Linked DNA regions of Mus musculus: region 1 is linked to region 2. The links are chromatin contacts, called in public promoter capture Hi-C maps. All regions are on one chromosome and are shown on one strand. Each heading gives the region's core, a stretch centred on a gene start, on an enhancer-like site or on the middle of the called end of the contact. The rest is flanking DNA. Distances are from core to core; before and after follow the strand shown.

Region 1 (3,104 bases), core at 377-2,876, 140 kb after region 2:
TGGGCTAGGACCACGGTGAGTTATAAAAGTCAGCCTGACAGTCAGGAATGATATCACGGGATCTTCTTAAGGGATCCTCCAGGTCAGCAGAGTGTGTGTGGTACAGTGAGGAGAGTAAACATCCCAGACCTGGCATCTGCCTAAACCACCTCAATAAAGATATGTTTATTATGTGTGTGTGTGTGCGTGTGCACGTGCGTGTGTGTATGTGTGTGTGTGTGTGTGTGTGTGTGTGTGTGTGTGTGTGTATACACATAACTATATCACAGCCCATTCCTGGAGAGCAGAGAACAACTTAGAAGAGTCAGATAACTTCCTTCCACTATAATACTTTCTCGGGTTAGAACCCAGGGAGTCTGGATTGGTGGCAAGCACCTTTACCTGCTGAGCCATCTCACCAGCCCAATCTGAAATACTATCTAAGGCTCAGAACATCAAGCCCATGCTTAGAGGCCAACAGGAGAGTCGACTGAGCCATATTATCATGAGTGATGGGTTATGTGTGGGCACTGTCGGTCTTCCTGCCACTCCCAGCCCCTTCTATCTGCACAGAGAAGCACCTTTGTAATATGAGCTTGTTAGTTAGATTAGAACACGGATCAACTTCAGCTCTGTGAGTGTGCCCGTTGGATGCCCCGCCTCTTAGCCACTTCTATAACCATGCTGTAAAGCATAGAAAGCACAAGAAGGCAGAGCCTTGCAGTGAGGGCTCAGACGGCAGATCATAGCACATTTGTCTATTAGACTCAGCTGTAGGCTTCGCCCCAACCCTAGCCTGATAATGAGACTCATCTCGGAGGGGGAAAGCCAGACTCACGGAACCACCTTTCCAGAACCTACAGGGAGAAGAATGGGCACACAAAACAGAGGGACACACGTTTTCTAAGACTTACCTGGTCTTGCTTAGTACAGAATTGCTGTAACCTCACCATAAAGGACCCTGCACAGTAAGATCCTGGGATATGTCTAAGCAAGGATGATAAATGCTTCCTAGATGCCTGGTTGGCCTTCCGCCTCACTGCCCTCCCCCATGGGAAAGCAAGAGTCTAAGGAAAACGGATGCCAAATCTTCTGGCTAGGTGGGCATGTACCCTGAGAAAGCTCAGAGGTAAAGAGATGGATGGACAGACGGACTGATGGATGGACAGACGGACCCCCAAGTGTGGTTCCACACCGAGCTCCTTTCTCCCAGCTTACTCAGGACTAGCTGAAACGGCAGAATGCATCTCTGCCCCCTGATCCTAGGTTGTGGACCTAGACCTAGCTGAGAGTATAAAGTAAACTAGTCCTGGTCTTTCTTTCAGAAGCTAATGGTAGAGACAAGGAACCAATCATGGGGAAGAAATCTCCAGAGCCCGTATTTTGGACACAAAGGTGATAGATGGAATCGGGCACAGAGGAAAGATTCTTGAAAGGAGATGATGACTAAACCGGGCTGGGCTCTGAGTAACAAGCACTCATGGACCTGGCAGAGAACTGCTGGGGGAGGGCATCTGAACAGCAGGGTACTATAGAAAACTCCCTGGGGGCGGGGGATGGAAACCATAGCAAGCATTCCTTCCTTCAAGGTGAGGCTGGACAGAATGAGGCAGTGTCTACATAAGGAGAAGGTTTAGCCTGAGCCCTGTTCTCAGGGACTCTGCCCTTTGGTCCTACCCAGGTAAGTAAAGTCGTGCAAAAGGAAAGAAGGAAGGAAGGGAGGGAAGGAGGGAGGAGAAAGTGTTTTCTGACTGGGCATAGTGAAGCTGTGGAAGGGCAAAAACTGCACACAGGGAAAGGCCAGGCAGGGCGCTGGTCAGCACTGCAGGGCTGGCCTGATCCCCGAGCCTATGTCAGTATGTTTCAAGCTGCATAGTGACTGGAAACTCCAGGTGCCCAGTTCAAGTTCTCTCTTACTCATGCTCTGCAGGGGGTGCTTGCACTTCAGCCCCCTTTGTTGTAATGACATTCTGCTTTTCATTCCAGAGGGCCCTAGATGAGGACACACACATGCATGCACATATGCACACATGCACGTGAGTGCGTCTACACACACAAAACACACACACACACACACACACACACACACACACACACACCACACACACACACACACACACACTAAAAGAATGGAAGACTGGAGCTGGCTCAGCAGTTAGGAGCTCTTGTTGTCCTTGCAGAGGACTTTGGTTTGGTTCTCAGTACCCACACAACAACTTACAAACACCTACAGCTCCAGTTCCAAGGGATCGGATGCCTCTTTGGAGCTCTCAGGGCACTAAGCACAGGCACACACACTAGGCACATAATGCACATGAAGTCAAAGCACTCATCCACATAAGATAAAATTAGCTAAGAAATTATAAAAAAGATTATAGGCATTTGGACACTGGGGTAGGCAGGGGGTTTCTTTTACACTATGAAGATCACCAAGCCTAGAAGAGGGGTTAGACAAACTGCAGCCTCTAAGCTAGCTGTCTCTTCCCATAAATAAAGTTTTACTGGAACACGGACACACCCATTTGTTTCTATAATATGCTGTGGCTACTTTCATGCTTCAACAGTGGAGCTAAACAGTTGTGGCAGAGACTATCTAACCCCAGTACAGCCTGGGCCACAGCCAAACAGAGCTGCCATGTGACCCTTTTGGAAATAAAGCTGGCCAATCCAGGCTTAGAAGGGCTACAGCCATCTTGCAGCTACATGGACAAAACTGGCATCTGAGGATGCTCAGAAGAAAGCAGAAACAAGCTGCAGGTTTGGGTGGGTCCAGAACTGGGCTCAGTCACATTTCCTTTTTGCTTGGATGAGTCTGGTATGCATGTTCACAATCTATCTCCTTTTGACCTCTCTAGTCCCCACAAACCCTGTCTTCCTTCCCTTCCTTCTCCCTGGCTCTGACCTATTCTATAACTATGCAATTATACTTTCTAGGATCCACTCACTGCACTCTAAACACCTCATGCCTGCTCGTGTCTGTTCTTTTCACCCAGAAGTCTCTTCCTGCCTCACTGCCATGAGCTTCTGCTCATTCTCTAAGGCCTGCCTACAGCATGTCTACCTCCCTGACAGCTTCCTTAGGGCTGACCCCTCTGGTCCACCACTATTTTCTGTGCACACTATGG
Region 2 (3,396 bases), core at 528-3,027:
TAATGCCTTTTAGGTCCATCGCATCCCTATAAGTTAGATGGAAGCCCCTCCCTCAGCCCCAACCTTCCCTTTACCTGGCAGCTTCTCCCAAGAGCCTCCTGTCCATCTGTCTTGGGAAGGAGCCATTTTGGATAATCTAAAGAGGAGGCAGGCTATGAGAGACCATAAACAACTTGTAGAGGAACCCAAGTCCTGGTAGGGAAGATGAGAAGTGTTTAGATACTATCTGGTCAGATCCAGGACTTGAGCACACACACAACTACACAGCCTGCTGCAGGACCCACAGTTAGACTCCCAGAAACTTCTACATAAGCAAAGTTAAAGGCCACAGGTGGTGGTGGTGCACGCCTTTAATCCCAGCCCTTGGAGGCAGAGGCAGGCGGATTTCTGAGTGCAAGGCCAGCCTGGTCTACAAAGTTAGTTCCGGGACAGCCACCGGGACTATACAGAGAAACCCTGTCTCAAATCCCCCCCCCCAAAAAAAAAGCCCACAGGCACAACAGATTGCTTAGGTAGATCTGCGTGTGTGTCCCCTCTCTACTCTATACAAAACTCTGGTAATTAGTTCGTGGGAGACTATAAACCCCAAGCAGGCTTATAACTGCTGTGTTCACGGGCAAACTCAAAAGGGACATAAGTGCCTTCCTAGATCTGACCAAATCTCGAGAATGAACAGATTGTGAGTTCCATGACAGCAGAAAGCAGTATATAAGAAGGTAGTTCTGGGAAAGGGCTGTGGTTGAGCCGTGGGGTAGAGAGAGGCCCAACTGAAGGGAGTGTGCTGGCTGCTGTCTTTTTCAGTGATTATAAATTAATAAGGTGGCTTCTCACACCAGTTGATCTTGTGCGCGGCTTTGACATGGATGCGCCTGCTCTTTGGAGACTGGATGTCAATAAACAAGCAAGTTTCCTGGCCGGAAAATGGTGAGAACTCGGGGCACAGAGTGGAATCCGGAGCCTGCCTCTCCAGACCAGGGCCTTTTGCAGAGCACCTGCGAAGCAACAGCAGTCCTCTGGCAATCAGTATTGTCTGGTTTGATAGAGGGTTGGCAGCTTGCTCAAGGTAAGCAAATGTGGCAGCCTGTTCCATTTGCTAGGCACCACTGCCAATCTGGAGCAATGAGTTTCACGTGGGTATGCATTTCCTTAAGTCATTCTCTCCATTTTGCAGAGGAGGAAACTGAGGCTCAACAAAGCATCTTTTGGCAGATACTGCAATCCAGGCACCTGAAGTAGGTAGGCTCTGTGGCACAACTAACCAGGTAGGGCTGATCAAATCAGTGGTGGAGAATTCGGGGAGAAAGGGCTCCCCAGCCTTGCAATTCCAAGGAGTGGGCCCCAGGCTTTACTCAGCTGTGCCCACAGTCTCTAGCGGCGCTACTGCAAAGGGAACGGAATTTGCTCTTGACGTCTCTCTAGGGGGAACGCAGGCGCAGAAGGCCAGGGGCCTGGCGGGCTAACTGCAGCCCCAGCCCCCCAAAGCGCCCCAGGCCTTTTGGCTTCGTTCCAAGCCTAGCCCGAAGGGGAGGACATCTGCTTCCTCCAAGTGTCCCAACTGAAGGGCAGAGAGGCGAAGGAGAAGGGGACTCCTTTGCCGAGCCCCACTCCCAGGGGTTCGTGAGGATCAATCATCAGAAAACTAGAGCCACTTGTAATCTTATTCCCTGGTAGGAGGAGTCTGAGTAGTCGGCACGCGGGAGGGAGGAGATGGGACCAGGGCGGGGGAGGGCGGCCAGGGGAGCCGCTCAGGGAGGGGAGGGACTTGGCTAGGTTTCTCAAGCCTTCTTCACTCTCCAAACTTTCACCAAACTCTTAGCCCCCGCCTCCCCGAAACCAAAACACAACAAGCTCTGGAGGAGCGGCAGGCAACGCGGCGGGGCGGGAGGACTGGCGGCTGCAGAGAGCCTCGGGAGGCTGATGCAACTTTCCCTTTAAGAAAGCCACCTGGGCGCACCGCGGTGCGGACCCAGCACGCCTGGGCCGGGGGCAGCAGTATGGTAAGAGAGCTGGGGGAAGGGGGCTTTGCGGCCCGAGCCTAGGTCTGTCCAGCCGTCGTTCTGGGCGTTTCTGTGACTCTGGGAGGCTGAGCCCCAGGATGTGTATGGATGTGTGTGTGGTGCGTGGATGAGATAGCGTTTGCTTGCGGGTATCTGTGGCTAAGAGTGTGAGTGCTCGCACTGGGATGTCTGTCTCGCCGCGAAGGTCTGGGTAGGTGCGTGTGTCTGTGTGTCATCGTTGTCACCAAGGAACTAAAGCAGACGGGAGGGAGGGTGATTTCGGAATGGAGGGGGTGCGTTGCGTGCCGACGCCGGCTCGGTCGGAGGTGGTTGGTACGGGGCTGTGCGCGCAGCGCCGGAACCGAAGAGCGTCTTCGGTCTTTCTGGGGCGCCAGTGGGTCTGCCGCGGCCGGGAGCCGGCAGCGGGGTCTGTGCCCCGCGTGCAGCCTCTCGCCCCACCTCCTCTCCCAGCCGTGCTGGCTATCTATCTGGGCGCCGCAGCCGGCGGCCTTCCTAATCTGCCCGCCCACTCGCCCGCCGGGTGCCGGTTCCCGCGCGCCCGCGGTTCCTGGGAAGCAGCGAGGAAGAACCCCAGCGCCCTCCGGTTCTCTTTTGTCCGCGGCTCGCGTGGCTGCAGCGTTGAGAAGGGATTGCGGGGCGGAGAGTGGTTTTGGGGGACTGCTACTCTGGGGGGAAAAAATCCACGCCCTGCCACTCGAGCCTTCACTCTAGCCTTCCTTCTGGGCATGCTTGCGGCGAGTGCGGGCGGCCACAGGTGAGGCCTGGTTTCCCGCAGCTCCCGAGCGCCTGCTCCCAGCCTGTACCCCGCAGCAGGCAGCCACACACGGGCCGGAGCTGAGGCCAGCGAGCCGGGAGGGGGCTTGCCCGCAGACCCGGGAGGGGCCGAGGACGGGCGGGGGCGGGGCAAGGGGGCGGAGACCTCGGCACCCGGGTACTTTTCCACCGCGGGGGGCGGGGCGGCATCCTCCACGCCAGCTGAGAGGCGCACACGTGGTGGCTGATGTAACGCCCGCCCCCCAACACACCTTGCACACTGATTAAAGCGAACCGGTCTCGTTTCGAGGAAGTGGGCACTCCGGGCGGTGCCATGACTCCAAAAGTGACCGCGCCCCACACTGCCAGCCCGTCCCGGGCCTTCAAGTCCGGCCGGGCAGCTACTTAAAGGGGCCGCACCCCCTCTCGGGTCTGTTTTCCATAGGCCACGCCCCTCGCTAGTCACTCTTAAAGGAGCCGCGTACCCACCTAGCACTCTATGATAGCTCCCTCACAAAGCCTGTTCTACTTTTTTTCCTTTTTTTCTTGTTTTTTGGTTTTGTATTTTGAGACAGAATTTCTCTGCGTAGCCCTGGCTATCCTGAAACTTGCTCTATACACCAGG

Evidence for each region. Capture Hi-C pulls out chosen DNA fragments and counts their contacts.
Region 1: a promoter capture Hi-C map of adipose tissue shows a contact between it and region 2, with 2.7 times the contacts expected there. The contact joins the promoter of 9530034E10Rik here to the promoter of Slc6a9 in region 2. A contact is called at or near these places in 1 of 39 promoter capture datasets (cranial neural crest), 1 of 484 Hi-C or Micro-C datasets (the HL-1 cell line), 1 of 115 datasets of contacts at active chromatin or transcription factors (pancreatic cancer cells) and 2 of 9 other capture datasets (adipose tissue and pancreatic islet).

The regions. Positions count from the first base shown.
Region 1 is chr4:117,973,408-117,976,511 of GRCm38.p6, forward strand. 9530034E10Rik (RIKEN cDNA 9530034E10 gene) reads left to right here and starts at 1,627. Exons shown (of 3, transcript NR_166452.1): 1 at 1,627-1,660. The region is part of intron 5 of St3gal3 (ST3 beta-galactoside alpha-2,3-sialyltransferase 3); the gene reads right to left.
Region 2 is chr4:117,833,481-117,836,876 of GRCm38.p6, forward strand. It overlaps Slc6a9 (solute carrier family 6 (neurotransmitter transporter, glycine), member 9), which reads left to right and starts at 1,778. Exons shown (of 14, transcript NM_008135.4): 1 at 1,778-1,997.